Regions from separate parts of the Sus scrofa genome. Here region 1 is linked to region 2. Evidence: chromatin contacts called from public HiChIP or PLAC-seq data. All regions are on one chromosome and are shown on one strand. Each heading gives the region's core, a stretch centred on a gene start, on an enhancer-like site or on the middle of the called end of the contact. The rest is flanking DNA. Distances are from core to core; before and after follow the strand shown.

The links. HiChIP or PLAC-seq counts read pairs in DNA pulled down with a chosen protein or histone mark.
Region 1: an H3K27ac HiChIP or PLAC-seq map of alveolar macrophages shows a contact between it and region 2. The contact joins two enhancer-like sites. A contact is called at or near these places in 2 of 5 promoter capture datasets (fetal liver and liver), 21 of 47 Hi-C or Micro-C datasets (alveolar macrophages, blood, embryonic fibroblasts and 10 more) and 2 of 2 datasets of contacts at active chromatin or transcription factors (alveolar macrophages and skeletal muscle).

What each region holds. Positions count from the first base shown.
Region 1 is chr1:126,903,330-126,909,567 of Sscrofa11.1, forward strand. SPG11 (spatacsin) reads left to right here. Exons shown (of 53, transcript XR_002345138.1): 16 at 2,007-2,191; 17 at 3,288-3,512; 18 at 5,713-5,914. Among named protein-coding and RNA genes, the nearest start is that of SPG11, 16 kb to the left of the region's middle. Within about 2 kb of position 3,027, at least 2 of the 83 cell types and tissues checked have an H3K27ac peak or open chromatin away from gene starts, as enhancers often do. A contact at or near this core is called in alveolar macrophages, where this site is marked.
Region 2 is chr1:126,820,901-126,827,667 of Sscrofa11.1, forward strand. No RefSeq gene overlaps it. Among named protein-coding and RNA genes, the nearest start is that of B2M, 20 kb to the right of the region's middle. Within about 2 kb of position 4,446, at least 55 of the 83 cell types and tissues checked have an H3K27ac peak or open chromatin away from gene starts, as enhancers often do. A contact at or near this core is called in alveolar macrophages, where this site is marked.

The DNA of each region.
Region 1 (6,238 bases), core at 1,777-4,276, 81 kb after region 2:
TTTGAGAACCTAATAGAAGATAAGCAGAACACATATGAAATAATGGGGGCTTTCATAAACTATTATATAAAATTAGAGTGAGGGAGGATCAAGAGGGCTTCTTTTTAGTTTTTTTTAGTTGAATTAAATTTTAATTCAGTTAAAATACTTAAAAGGGTAGAAATAATGACAGGTTTATAGTGTGCAGAATTTGCATCCTAATTTTCTCAAGGAATATAAGGTCCTTTGTATACTGTTGAAATCACTGTACACTCTATAGTCATTTCACTGAAAATCTTGTTTTTCCACGTGTCAGTGTAGTTCTATATGCAAGTTATATCACTGGGTTTATAGTATTCTGTCTTTTAAATATATCTTAATTTGTTTAATTTTTTCAGTATTTGACATTGAGATTTTTCAGGTTTTCTGAGTAAACAGGAATTGACTATTTATGAAACATTATCAATTTAAATATAAAGACAAATAGAAAGTGTCAATATTCTTCTCTAATAATAACAATACCACCAAGTCCACTGTTTCTAGAAAAAACAACTTACTACTTCTGTAGAAAAAAACTTTTTTAAAAAGATGTAGCTTTTTCAGCATGGTGGTCTCAATCTCATTCCATTGCATTGTTTTTAGATTTGGGGCACTTTTATTTTTTTTTTAAAGTAACTTTATTTATTTTTGTATTTTTAGGGCCAAACCTTTGACATATGGAACTTCTGAAGCTAGGGGTTGAATCAGATCTGCAGTTGCTGGCCCACGCCATGGCCACAGCAATGCGGGATCTGAGCCTCTGCTGCAACCTACACCATAGCTCACAGCAACACCAGATCCTAAACCCACTGATCGAGGCCAGGGATTGAACCTGCATCCTCATGGATTCTAGCTGTTGGTAACCCACTGAGCTATAATGGGAACTCCTTAGAGTAACTTTATTTCATTATTTAATCTGAAGTTGTAGCATCATTAGTCTTTTTCCATCCTTGTTAGCCATATTGGTTGTTGGGTTTTTTTTTTTTTTTTTTTGGTCTTTTCTAGGGCCCCACTCGCGGCATATGGAGGTTCTCAGGCTAGGGGTCTAATCGGAGCTACAGCTGCCGGCCTATACCAGAGCCACAGCAACGAGGGATCCGAGCCATGTTTGCAACCTACATCACAGCTCAAGGCAACGCCGGATCCTTAACCCATTGAGCAAGGTCAGGGATCGAACCCGAAACCTCATGGTTCCTAGTTGGGTTCGTTAACCACTGAGCCACGGCGGGAACTCCTATTTTGATATTATAATACTTAAAATATTCTGTAATGGCCTGTCCAGCATGTTAGCCATTAGCTATTAGTTTCTCAGTTGCACTACCCACTTTCAAGTGCTCACTGGCCACATGTGGCTGTTGGACAGTGCAGATATGAAGGACACTTCCATTATCACAAAGTTTTTGTTGGGCAGAGCTTCTTACTGTGCTATTTAAGTCTTCAAAGTTTCTGAATATAAATAATCACTTTAAAAAAAAATCATTGAAAGCATTTAAATGAACAAAACATATTGTTAGGGAGTTCCCGTCTCGGGAGTGGCCCTAGAAAAGGCAAAAAGACCAAAAAAAAAAAAAAAATTTTTTTTGTTAGTTTTTAGCACCACCTCTTATAAATAATACAAGTATTTGGTGGTTGGAACTTATGCTTGATCATGACAAATTCCTTTAAACATGTCATTGTCAGGATTTAGGATGAAGAAATAAAACAGCCACCATTTCTTGTTCCTTGCCACCTTTTTACCACCCACTTCTATATTCTTGTTTTTCAGTGAAGGAGGCTGCGGGGAAAGAGGTGAAGAAGGGAAAGGAGGAAAGGGAAAGGGACAGGAAATCCTAGGGCAGTTTACATTCCCTTAGGTTGTATATAGAATAAATGCTATTAGGTAAACTAAAGAGTTGTTCTCTACTCGTCCTGTCCGTTTACCCTCACCACTGTGGGTAAATATTAATGTGGGTATAGAATATGATAAATAGTCTGTACTTTTTCCTTAGGTTTGTATGGGAGGATTCTCATAACAGTGGGACACCAACAGACAAGCCCAGACTGCTTGCTCTTAGTGAAAATTATGAACTGCTCATCTATGAGTTTAATTTGAAAGATGGAAGATGTGATGCAACCGTTTTGTATAGCTATAGTGAGGAGACATTGCAAAAGCTCATTGGAGATCAAAATGTCAGTAAGTATTTGCAAGTGGTCTTTTAGCATGTTTGAATCCATATAATTTTATATATTTCAGGAAAAGTTCTTACAGAGATGAAATCAGAAAGGGATAATCTCCCTTGTCCCATACAGTAGGCACCTAGCTACATGAGGCTACTAAGCCCTTAATGTAGTTAATATGAATTAATATGTCCTTTGCATGTCAAATACATTCCAGATTTGAAGAATTAGTATTTAAAAGTTTTTGAGTTATTACATGTTGATCTGATATTTTGACTATGGGGTAAATAATATATATTAAAATCAGTTTAACCTGTTTATTTTTTTAAATGCAGTTACTAGAAAATTTAAAATTACACGTGGGCTCATATTTGGTGGCGCACATTGTGTTTCTGTTGGACAGTGTGAGAGTGAGACAGAGCTGTTTGCTATATCCCATCCTGAAGGCTGAAGGCAGCAAAAATCAAAGCAGTCAGGCCTTTATTTTTAAGGCAGTAGTATCTTTGCCACCTTGGTTATAAGGTTCCTTCTTTTCCTTTTTTTTTTTTTTTTTTTCTTTTCTAGGGCGGCACTTGTGGCATATGGAGGTTCCCAGGCTAGCGGTCCAATCAGAGCTGTAGCTGCCATCCTATGCCAGAGCCACAGCAATGCTGGATCTGAGCCGTGTCTGCGGCCTACACCACAGCTCACAACAACGCTGGATCCTTAACCCACTGAGCAAGGCCAGGGATCGAGCCTGCAACCTCGTGGTTCCTACTCAGATTCGTTAACTACTGTGCCACGACTCCGTCTTTTCCTTTTTATAAAGAGTCTATGATTGTTCTTTTGGGGTCGTGTGTGTTAGTAGTCTTTTTAAATCTTCTGGTGTGCTGCCACACTCTGGCCATAAACAGAAGGCACAGAGACATCATAGGTCATCTTTATTTATCCCCTTACCTACTTTCCAATGACCATTTACTTAAGTGAGTTTGATCAATAATTGCCTAGAGTTGGGCTTAGTCAAATGTCTGTTCTTTTTTATTTTACCTGTTTGTGTTATGTTAACAGAATCATATTTACAAATTGTAAAATTATAACCAATGAGTTTGATACAATATTCTTTTGTTTTATAGGTATATCTTTATTATCTTTGAGAATTCTGTCATTTCACAGTAACAGATCATTATTATTCATCAACAAATGTATCGTCCTACACATTATATTTCCTGAAAGAAATGCTGACATTAGGGTACTCAGCTGTTTCACATTACCCTTACCTGCACAGACGGTGGACAGGATTATTGACACACAGCTCTGCAGAGGAATTCTTTTTGTTTTGAGTAGTTTAGGCTGGATCTGTATCCTTGTTGGTAAAGGTGTTTATAGGTCGGGGAGGAGAATACCTATAAAGATGGGCCTTGTAGGCTTTTAGGTTTAGGGACTGGACTATAGGTAGAATTGTTAGCTTTTCAGTAATGCTTTCAGGGAAAAAGATGTTCATGAACTTAAAATACTAGTTACATTGCTTTATATTCCATTCAAATGTTTTTCAGATTATAAGTATACATTGGTTTTATAGTCTTAATCGTCTTCTGCAGCCAAATGTTGTTTTTAAATTGTGTGTGTTCTACATTACCTTTTTATTCAGAATCTTCTTACCAAATACCTACTTTGTGCTTGTCCGAGGAAGGATTTAGAGGACTGCTTAGGATGTGATATACACATTTTCATGTATGAATGTAATATGTCTCTTATCTCTAATGATGATTCCATCATGCTAGACAATAATATAGTTTACATAACCATTTTTAATTTGTTTTTGGAAAGCATCATGGATTTTTTTGTATTTAGCAGATTCATAGGTCATCAACAAAATTATTTTTTAAAGAGTGACCCCTTGAATGTTTTTGGAACTTTGACCTCTGCATTTAAGAAGTAGTTCTTCTGCAGTTCCCGTCATGGTGCAGTGGTTAACAGAACCGACTAGGAATCATGAGGTTGTGGGTTTGATCCCTGGCCTCGCTCAGTGGGTTAAGGATCCCGCATTGCCGTAAGCTGTGGTGTAGCTTGCAGATTCGGCTTGGATCCCGAGTTGCTGTGGCTCTGGTGTAGGCCGGTGGCTGCATCTCTAATTAGACCCCTAGGCTGGGAACCTCCATATGTCACGGGTGCGGCCCTAGAAAAGACAAAAAGACAAAGAAGTAGCTCATCCTTTTACTTATATCATAGCCTGTATCAAAATTTCTGTTGTAGGAGTTCCCGTCGTGGCTCAGTGGTTAACTAATCCAACTAGGAACCATGAGATTGTGGGTTCGATCCCTGGCATCGCTCAATGGGTTGAGGATCCGGCCTTGCCGTGAGTGTGGTGTAGATTGCAGACGCTGCTCGGATCCTGAGTTGCTATGGCTCTGGCTCCGATTGGACTCCTAGCCTGGGAACCTCCATATGCCTCGGGTTTGGCCCTAAAAAAGACAAAAAAAAAAAAAAGAAAAAAAGAAAATTTCTGTTGTGAAAAATGTTATAGCATATTGGATTAACTTCATTTTTGTTGCCAGCAGAGCACAGTTATAGGACTGTGCTGTCCAACACAGTAGGCATATGTTGCTGTTGAGCACTTGAGATTGGCCAGCATGACTGAAGAACCGAATTCTTAATTTATTTAACTATCAGATTTAAAGTCTGATAATTGAATTGATTCAGTTATTGGAGAGCTTTTGAGTATATTTGGAACAACTTTGGTTGTTCCAAGTTCTCAAATATTAATTTTTGAAGTCTAAATACAGACCAGGTATTTCCAATGAAAATTCATCGTCTAAGTTGAGATGGACTGTAAATTTAAAATAACCAGATTTGAACACTTGTATGAAAAAAAGATGTAAAATACCTCAATTTTTTACAATTAAAAAAAAAAAATTATGACCTCACCCGAGGCATATGGAAGTTTCCAGGCCAGAGACTGAATCTGAGCAGCAACTGCAATGTACACCACAGTTGCAGCAAAGCCAGATCCTGTAACCCACTGCACTAGGCCAGGGATTGAACCCATGCCTCCATAGTGACCTTAGCACCTGCAGTCAGATTCTTAAACCACTGTGCCACAGCAGGAACTCCTCAATTTTTAAAAGATTTATTACATGTAGAGATGATAATATTTTGGATGTGTTGGGTTAAATAAATTCTTAAAATTAGGTTCACTGGCTTCCTTTTACTTTTTTAATAAGGCTACTGAGAGATTTACAATGACAGATAAGGCTTGCATTATGTTTCTTTTGGACGGCACTGTTGTAGAACACTAGTGGAAAATATTAGAGATGTTTCAGGACCTGGCACAGGGTGGAGATTTAGCAAGTATTGTTGAGCAAACTCTCTATCAGATCATTTATTGGTTCACCAACTTCATAGTCACCTGGTTAATGTGACAGGGTTGTTAGTGTCCATTTTCCTTCTGTTATTATTCCTATAAGGTTGGAGCATCAAAGTCTGTAACTCTATCTTGTCCTGTGTTTTAAATGGTTAGGTATACTTAAGACTGGCATTTTCTTTAACTCTTACTCAAAGACATTTTTGACATTGTGGATGGCAGACATGTAGCTCATGTGGACTTAGCACTTCATCAAGAAGATATGTGTAATGAACAGCCACAGGAGCCATCTACGATTTCTTCCTTTACTTCACTGAAAGTGTCTCAAGACCTCGATGTTATAATGATTGTCAGCTCCTCCAACACTGCAGTTGCTCTTAACTTAAATTTGTATTTCAGGTATGTGGATCACTTCCTTCTCTAATTTGAGGTGAATAATTGGACCCATAAGAGGTTAAAAATGTATGTGTTAGCTTTTTTGTTTGTTTTAACCAGTTTTCTTCCTCTATTTGTTGATCATGTTCTAGCTACTGCATAGTAAGCTTACAGTATAAAAATTTGTACAGACGACCACCTTTTTATTTCGGGATGCATGTCCAGGTTTGATTTTGATTTATATATGTTATATGTGGCTTATATCATCATAGATGAAGAGTAGTCAAGCACATTTTAAAAAGCCCTTGGCTATTATGCGTTATTTAATCACCTCTTGTCAACACTAGA
Region 2 (6,767 bases), core at 3,196-5,695:
TTTTGGATCCAATCTTCAGAGAAATAAGTGACGTGTGCTAAAGTTTACAGTGAATGCTAAAGTCCTCAGTGTCTCACAGCTGCTGCCCAGTCAGCCTCTGACATATAAGAATTTAGAGCCCAGATTTTCCAGGATATTTGAATTCTGATTCTGATTCCATTCCTATCTCTTCCTCCACAACTGCTGTGTTCCCACAGTGGGGTAGGGTGAGTCTTCTGAGAACCACTTATGAGAAAACACAATTTGAATTTTTAACTGAAAAAAAGAGAGAAAAGTTAAGCATTAGTAATATTTAAAATAATACTGACAGAGCATAACATATAGAGATATATAGAAAATATGTATACTCAAAAATTTTTGATAACTATGCATTTAAACAAAGTCTAATTTTTGTGTTCCTCCTCATTCCATCCCCTGATGGTAGTGGGGAGAAGGAGAAGCCCACCAGGCACTTACACTAAGAGAAGCACAAAGTCATTAAATACCAGGAAAGGATCATTACTTTATCCAAGATCCATTATGAGGATCTCAAGAAAACATTTATTTTTTTCAAAGTAAAAATGGAGAAACTAAAAAACTCTTTATATTGAGTTTCTAATAGCAAAGAAGAAATTAACTACTGAGGGTACATGAAAAAATGTTCAACTTCACTAATCATTAGAGAAATGCAAATCAAAACTAAAATGAGGTGTCTGTCGCCTCACTTTGGTCAGTATGGCCATCATCAAAAAAGTCTACAAATAGGAGTTCCTGTCATCGCTCAGTGGTTAACTAATCTGACTAGGAACCATGAGGTTTTGGGTTCGATCCCTGGCCTTGCTCAGTGAGTTAAGGATTCGGTGGTGTAGGTCGCAGACGTGGCTCGGATCCCAAGTTGCTGTGGCTCTGGTGTAGGCCGGTAGCTACAGCTCTGATTCAACCCCTAGCCTGGGAACCTCCATATGCTGAGGGAGTGGCCCAAGAAAATGGCAAAAAGACCAAAAAAAAAAAAAAAAAAGTCTACAAATAATAGGGAGTTCCCCTTGTGGCTCAGCAGTAATGAACCTGACTAGTATCCATGAGGATGCAGGTTCAATCCCTGTTCTTGCACAGTGGGTTAAGGATCCAGTGTTGCCATGAGCTGTGGTGTAGGTTGCATATGCGGCTTGGATTCTGTGCTGCTGTGGCATAGGCCGGCAGCCGCAGTTCCAGCTCTGATTTTTCCTCCATCCTGGAAACTTCCATATGTCATAGGTGTGGCCCTAAAAAAAAAAAAAAGTCTACAAATAATAAATGCTGGAGAGGGTATGGAGAAAAAGGAACCCCCCTGCATTGTTGGTGGGAATGTAAAATGGTACGGCTGCTATGGAGAACAGTATGGAAGTTCCTTAAAAAACTAAAAATAGAGATACCATATGATCCTGCAATCCCATTCTTGAGTATATATCCAGAGAAAACTATAATTCAAAAGGATACATGCACCCGTGTTTATTGTAGTACTATTTACAATAGCCAAGACATGGAGGCAGTCTAAATGTCCATCAACAGATAAACAAAGAAAGAATACACACACACACACACACACACACACACACACACACACACACACGCATACACACACTGGGATATTACTGAGCCATAAAAAAGAATGAAATAATGCCATTTGCAGCAACATGGATGGACATAGAGATTATCATACCAAGTGAAGTAAGCTAGACAGAGACAGATATATGATATCGCTTATATGTGGAATCTTAAAAAAAATGATACAAATGAACTTATCTATAAGACAGAAATAAACTCAGAGACATAGAAAACAAACTTATAGTTACTAAAGGGGAAATGGAGGGAAGGGATAAGTTAGGAGTTTGGGATTATCATATACACACTACCATGTATAAAATACCTCCAATTTGACCCCTAGCCTGGGAACTTCCATATGTCACAGGTACAGCCCTAAAAAAGCAAAAAATAAAAAAATAAAATAAAAATTAAATAGGTGGGGAGTTCCCGTCGTGGCGCAGTGGTTAATGAATCCGACTAGGAACCATGAGGTTGTGGGTTCGGTCTCTGCCTTGCTCAGTGGGTTAACGATCCAGCGTTGCTGTGAGCTGTGGTGTAGGTTGCAGACACGGCTCGGATCCTGCGTTGCTGTGGCTCTGGCGTAGGCCGGTGGCTACAGCTCCGATTGGACCCCTAGCCTGGGAACCTCCATATGCCGCAGGAGCGGCCCAAAGAAATAGCAGAAAGACCAAAAACAAAAACAAAAAAAAAAACCAAAAAAAAAAAAAATTAAATAGGTAGCCAACAAGGACCTACTGTATAGCACAAGGAAATAGATTCAATATTTCATAATAATCTATAAGGGAAAAGAATCTGAAAAAATATGTGTGTACATATATATATACACACACATATACATATACATTTACATATATATGTATAACTGAGTCAATGTGCTATCCACCTGAAACTAACACAAAATTGTAAATTAACAATTCTTCAATTAAGAAAAAAAAGGAATTAACTATTTAGTCCATGTATCTTGCCACGATTCCCTAACAGTGGCACCAAGTAGGGTTATGAAGAGTTTTATCCTAGATTCTTTCTAGGAAAGAGGGGATGGAGTTCAAGCATTTGCCAGAGAGAGATTTGGTTTGAGTTGAGGCTCTGTGACTTTGGGGCATGTGACCTAGATTAAGATCTCAAAACCACTGCATAAAAATAATTTTTAAAAAGTATTTTGTAACTTTAAAAACTATATAATTAAAAAACCACATCATTAGTTATCACTAGGGAAACTCAAAGCAAAGCCATAATTAGATACCATTTCACACCAACTAGGATGGCTATAATTAAAAAGATAGATAATAACAAGTGTTCCCCCGACACAGAAGCATCAAAATATATAAAGCAAATATTAACAGACATAAAGGGAGCAATTGACAGTAACATCATAATAGGGGACTTTACACCATATACATCATACAATGGAGTATTATTTAGCAATTAAAATGAATAAGGTGCTGATGCTTGGTATAATATGGATGATTTTTTAAAACATTAAGTGACAGAAGCCGATCACAAAAGACCACATATTATATAATTCCATTTATAGATCAAGAATAAGCAAATCCATAGAGATAGAAAGATTAGTGATTCATTAGGGCCAGGATGTGAGGGAAAATGGGGAGTGATGGCTAATCAGTACAGTGTTTCTTTTGAGGGGATGAAAATGTTCTTAAATTGAGAAAATGGTTGCACAACACTGAAACCCACTCAATTGTACATTTTATTTTTTAATTTTTTAAATCAGAAAATATCTAATTTATTATTATAATAAGAATATAAATGGAAAAAGTACTGAGAAGAGAATGATAAATCTAAACAATTGAAATTAGGGAATAACATTTTTTATGAAAAATAATCTTGACGTGTAGTTAACTTACAGTGTATTAGTTTTAGGTATACAGTACACTGATTCAGTTCTACAAACATATATATATATATACGCACACATATATATTTTTTCAGATTATTTTCCCTTATACTCAATACTGAGTATGGTTCCCTGTGCTATATAGTAGGTCCTTGTTGGTCATCTTGAATTTTACATTTTAAATAGGTGAATTGTATGGTTCGTAAATTATGTCTCAATAAAGCTCAATAAAGCTTTAACCAAAACAAACACCTAAGATGCCACAGTAATGATACACAAAAAAGGTGAGGGATGATCTGGATTTAGGCACAAGCACTAGTACCTGGTGAGGAGGTGTAGAGCTCCAGAATAAAACAGGGCAGCCCAGAGGAGGGTACAGTGCTCAAAGCTCTACCAGCTGCACCAACCTATTTAACAGGCATTTCTTCTCTTGGATCCCACAGACACCTGCCTCTAGTAGGATCACTACCCTCGTGATTGGCCTACCCCTCCTCTGCTCTGGGCCCAAGACTGAGAGAACCCTTGGGATGACACTAGGACCCTGAAAAGCGGTGTGCACCATGCTCGACTCCACCCAGGCACCTAGCAGCTCTTCAGTGATATAGATATTTTGTCCTGTCCCTCCCTGAGCTGCCCGGTAGCTACCCAGGAAGAATAGGGCAGTAAGCGTGCGCTCCAGCAGCATGCCCCTTTGCAGCTTCTCCGTGGCTTGTGGTCTGTCCTCTTGGGACCAAGCCTGAGCGAACCGAGCCCAGATGCCTGGCTACAGTGGGCCGGCAAAGAGGGCCAAGGAGCCAGACGCCAGGAAATGCCAAGGACAGAAACGGAGAAGCAGAGGGAGGGGGCGGCGCGGGAGGAGGTACTCATGGTGAACACGCCCAGGCTGGCAGCAGTGCTCAGTGAAGAATAGAGCCAAGGTCATGAAGCCTGGAATCGCAGTCCTTATTCCCACCTACTGTATGGTGGTAAACTCTGGGGTTTTCTGTTTTTAACCCTCTATTTTAGTTTCTCAACTGTCCAATCAAAAATCTGAGCCCAAGGTACTTCGTCATCAGTCTCTGGGCAGAAAGCGCTGTTCCAGGTTAGAAAAGGGGACTTTCCCATCCCTAGTCTTTCTCTGAAGTCTCATGTTTCCTTAGAAAGAGGAAGGGCGGGACTGAGTTTAGTTGATGTTGTTGTTGGGTTTTTTTGGTTGGTTTTTAGGTGGTTGTTTTTTGAGGGGGGGGATTTTGTGGTCTTTTTGGGTTCTTTGTTTGTTTTCTTTTTTTCTTTTTCCTATCACTAGATAAGCAATTTTCACTGTCTAGAAAAGTGGTTCTCAATGGAAGCAGTACGCCCCTCTAGGAGAAGTTTTGGGAATTAATAGGGCTGGTTTTGGTTGCTCCAGTGATGGGGGTCACTATGGGTATTTGAAAGCTAAGGGCAGGGAATGCCAGCCTACACACACGCATGCACACACGCACACACACTCTTTCTCTCTCTCTCTCTCTGTCTTCCTATGAAAAACAAACTTATAATCTTTATAACCTGGGCTTTACAATCACATATAAAAGTATGTTTCATCTTTCAATTATTTTAAATTTTCTCCTTGATTATTTATTGACCATTTAATATGCCAGGCCCATATATAATGAGTTTTCTAGGAGTGCAACTACCAGGCAACTCGAAGATATGATTTTGGTTTGTTTTGGGAATTTTATGTAGAGACTTTAACCACTTCAGAGAAACATACCATAGCCAGCAATACCCTATCTGAATTAGAACCATTGATATAATGCAACCCTCAGTTTTCAGTGTCTTGGGTCACAGAAATTTGAGGCCAGTTGTGAGCATCTGACACTTCTTTCACCAGTGTAGCCAGTCTAGAGCATTCACATACTCAGTTGCTTATCTTTCATAATCAAATTAGTGAAAGGATCACCATTAAACAGTTGATATAAAAAGAAGCTATTGGATCTGATTGGAGTTGTAACCTCTAATTTACACTGGAGTCTTAGGGACTGTGCCCAACTCAGTACCAAGCCCGAGCCTAAGTACTGACTCCTTGTCCTAGAAATCTGGCAGATAAGACTCTAGTACGCAAGTGACCTGCTTACTGTGTCATCAACAGTTAGCAGTTCAGAACTGTTCATTTTACAGGTAAGGAAACTGAGGCCAGGAAATGTTATAAGATTTGAAAGAGGATGAACTGTGACAGAGTCAGTACTAGACACTTTGGAAAATGCAGTTAGATTTTGTGAATGGGCTCTGAGCAAGATCATTCTCAGAAATCCTGAGACTGCCAGAAGAGAGCTCTGCCTGCAGGCTTACCTTTGGAGGAAGAGTCCACAGTGAGTAGGGACCATATTTTACCTAAGGCCTTTGGAAAAAGGAATTCCTCATTTCTTTTTTTTCACCAGCTCAGTGCCAAGAAGTTTTTCCTTGTACTTCCTTGCTGCAGTTTTTGATAATTTTACGTGTTCTAGTGAGCTGTGAAATGAAATAACCACTGGAAGTAAAATAAGTTGCCTAGAACTTTACATTTTACAGAGGTTTTATTATCATCATCCCCTTCTCAGAATAACTGTGAATGGAAAATGACTTAGACACTCCATATTTATTAGGTGAATGATTGAGCAAATAAGTGAATAAATTTCATGATTTAGGGATAACTTTTGCATTTTATGGATAAAGTGACAGAGTCAAGACAGTAATAAGACTTTTCCAATTTCTTTTGTCGAGTTAGGATTCAGACTTAAACAGTGATGTAACTTTTCCCCCATTTCTTTTGTGGAATTAGAATTTATTTATTTATTTATTTTTATTATTTATTTATTTATTTTTTTTTGTCTTTTTGCTATTTCTTGGGCCGCTGCTGCGGCATATGGAGGTTCCCAGGCTAGAGGTCGAATCGGAGCTGTAGCTGCCAGCCTACGCCAGAGCCACAGCAACGCAGGGTCCGAGCCGCGTCTGTGATCTACACCACAGCTCACGGCAACGCCGGAATCTTGACCCACTGAGCAAGGGCAGGGATCGAACCCGCAACCTCATGGTTCCTAGTCGGATTCGTTAACCACTGCGCCACGACGGGAACTCCGGAATTAGAATTTAAACTCAAGTTTAAGTTCAGTGGCATTCACACTTAGAAACAAGCTCTTAGAAACTTTGATTTTTTTTTTTTTTCTGTCTTTTTGCCTTTTCTTGAGCTGTTCCCATGGCATATGGAAGTTCCCAGGCTAGGGGTCGAATCGGAGCTGTAGCCACCGGCCTACACCACAGTCACAGCAACACGGGATCCGAGCCGCGTCTGCAACCTACACCACAGCTCACGGCAACGCCGGATCCTTATCCCACTGAGGAAGGGCAGGGA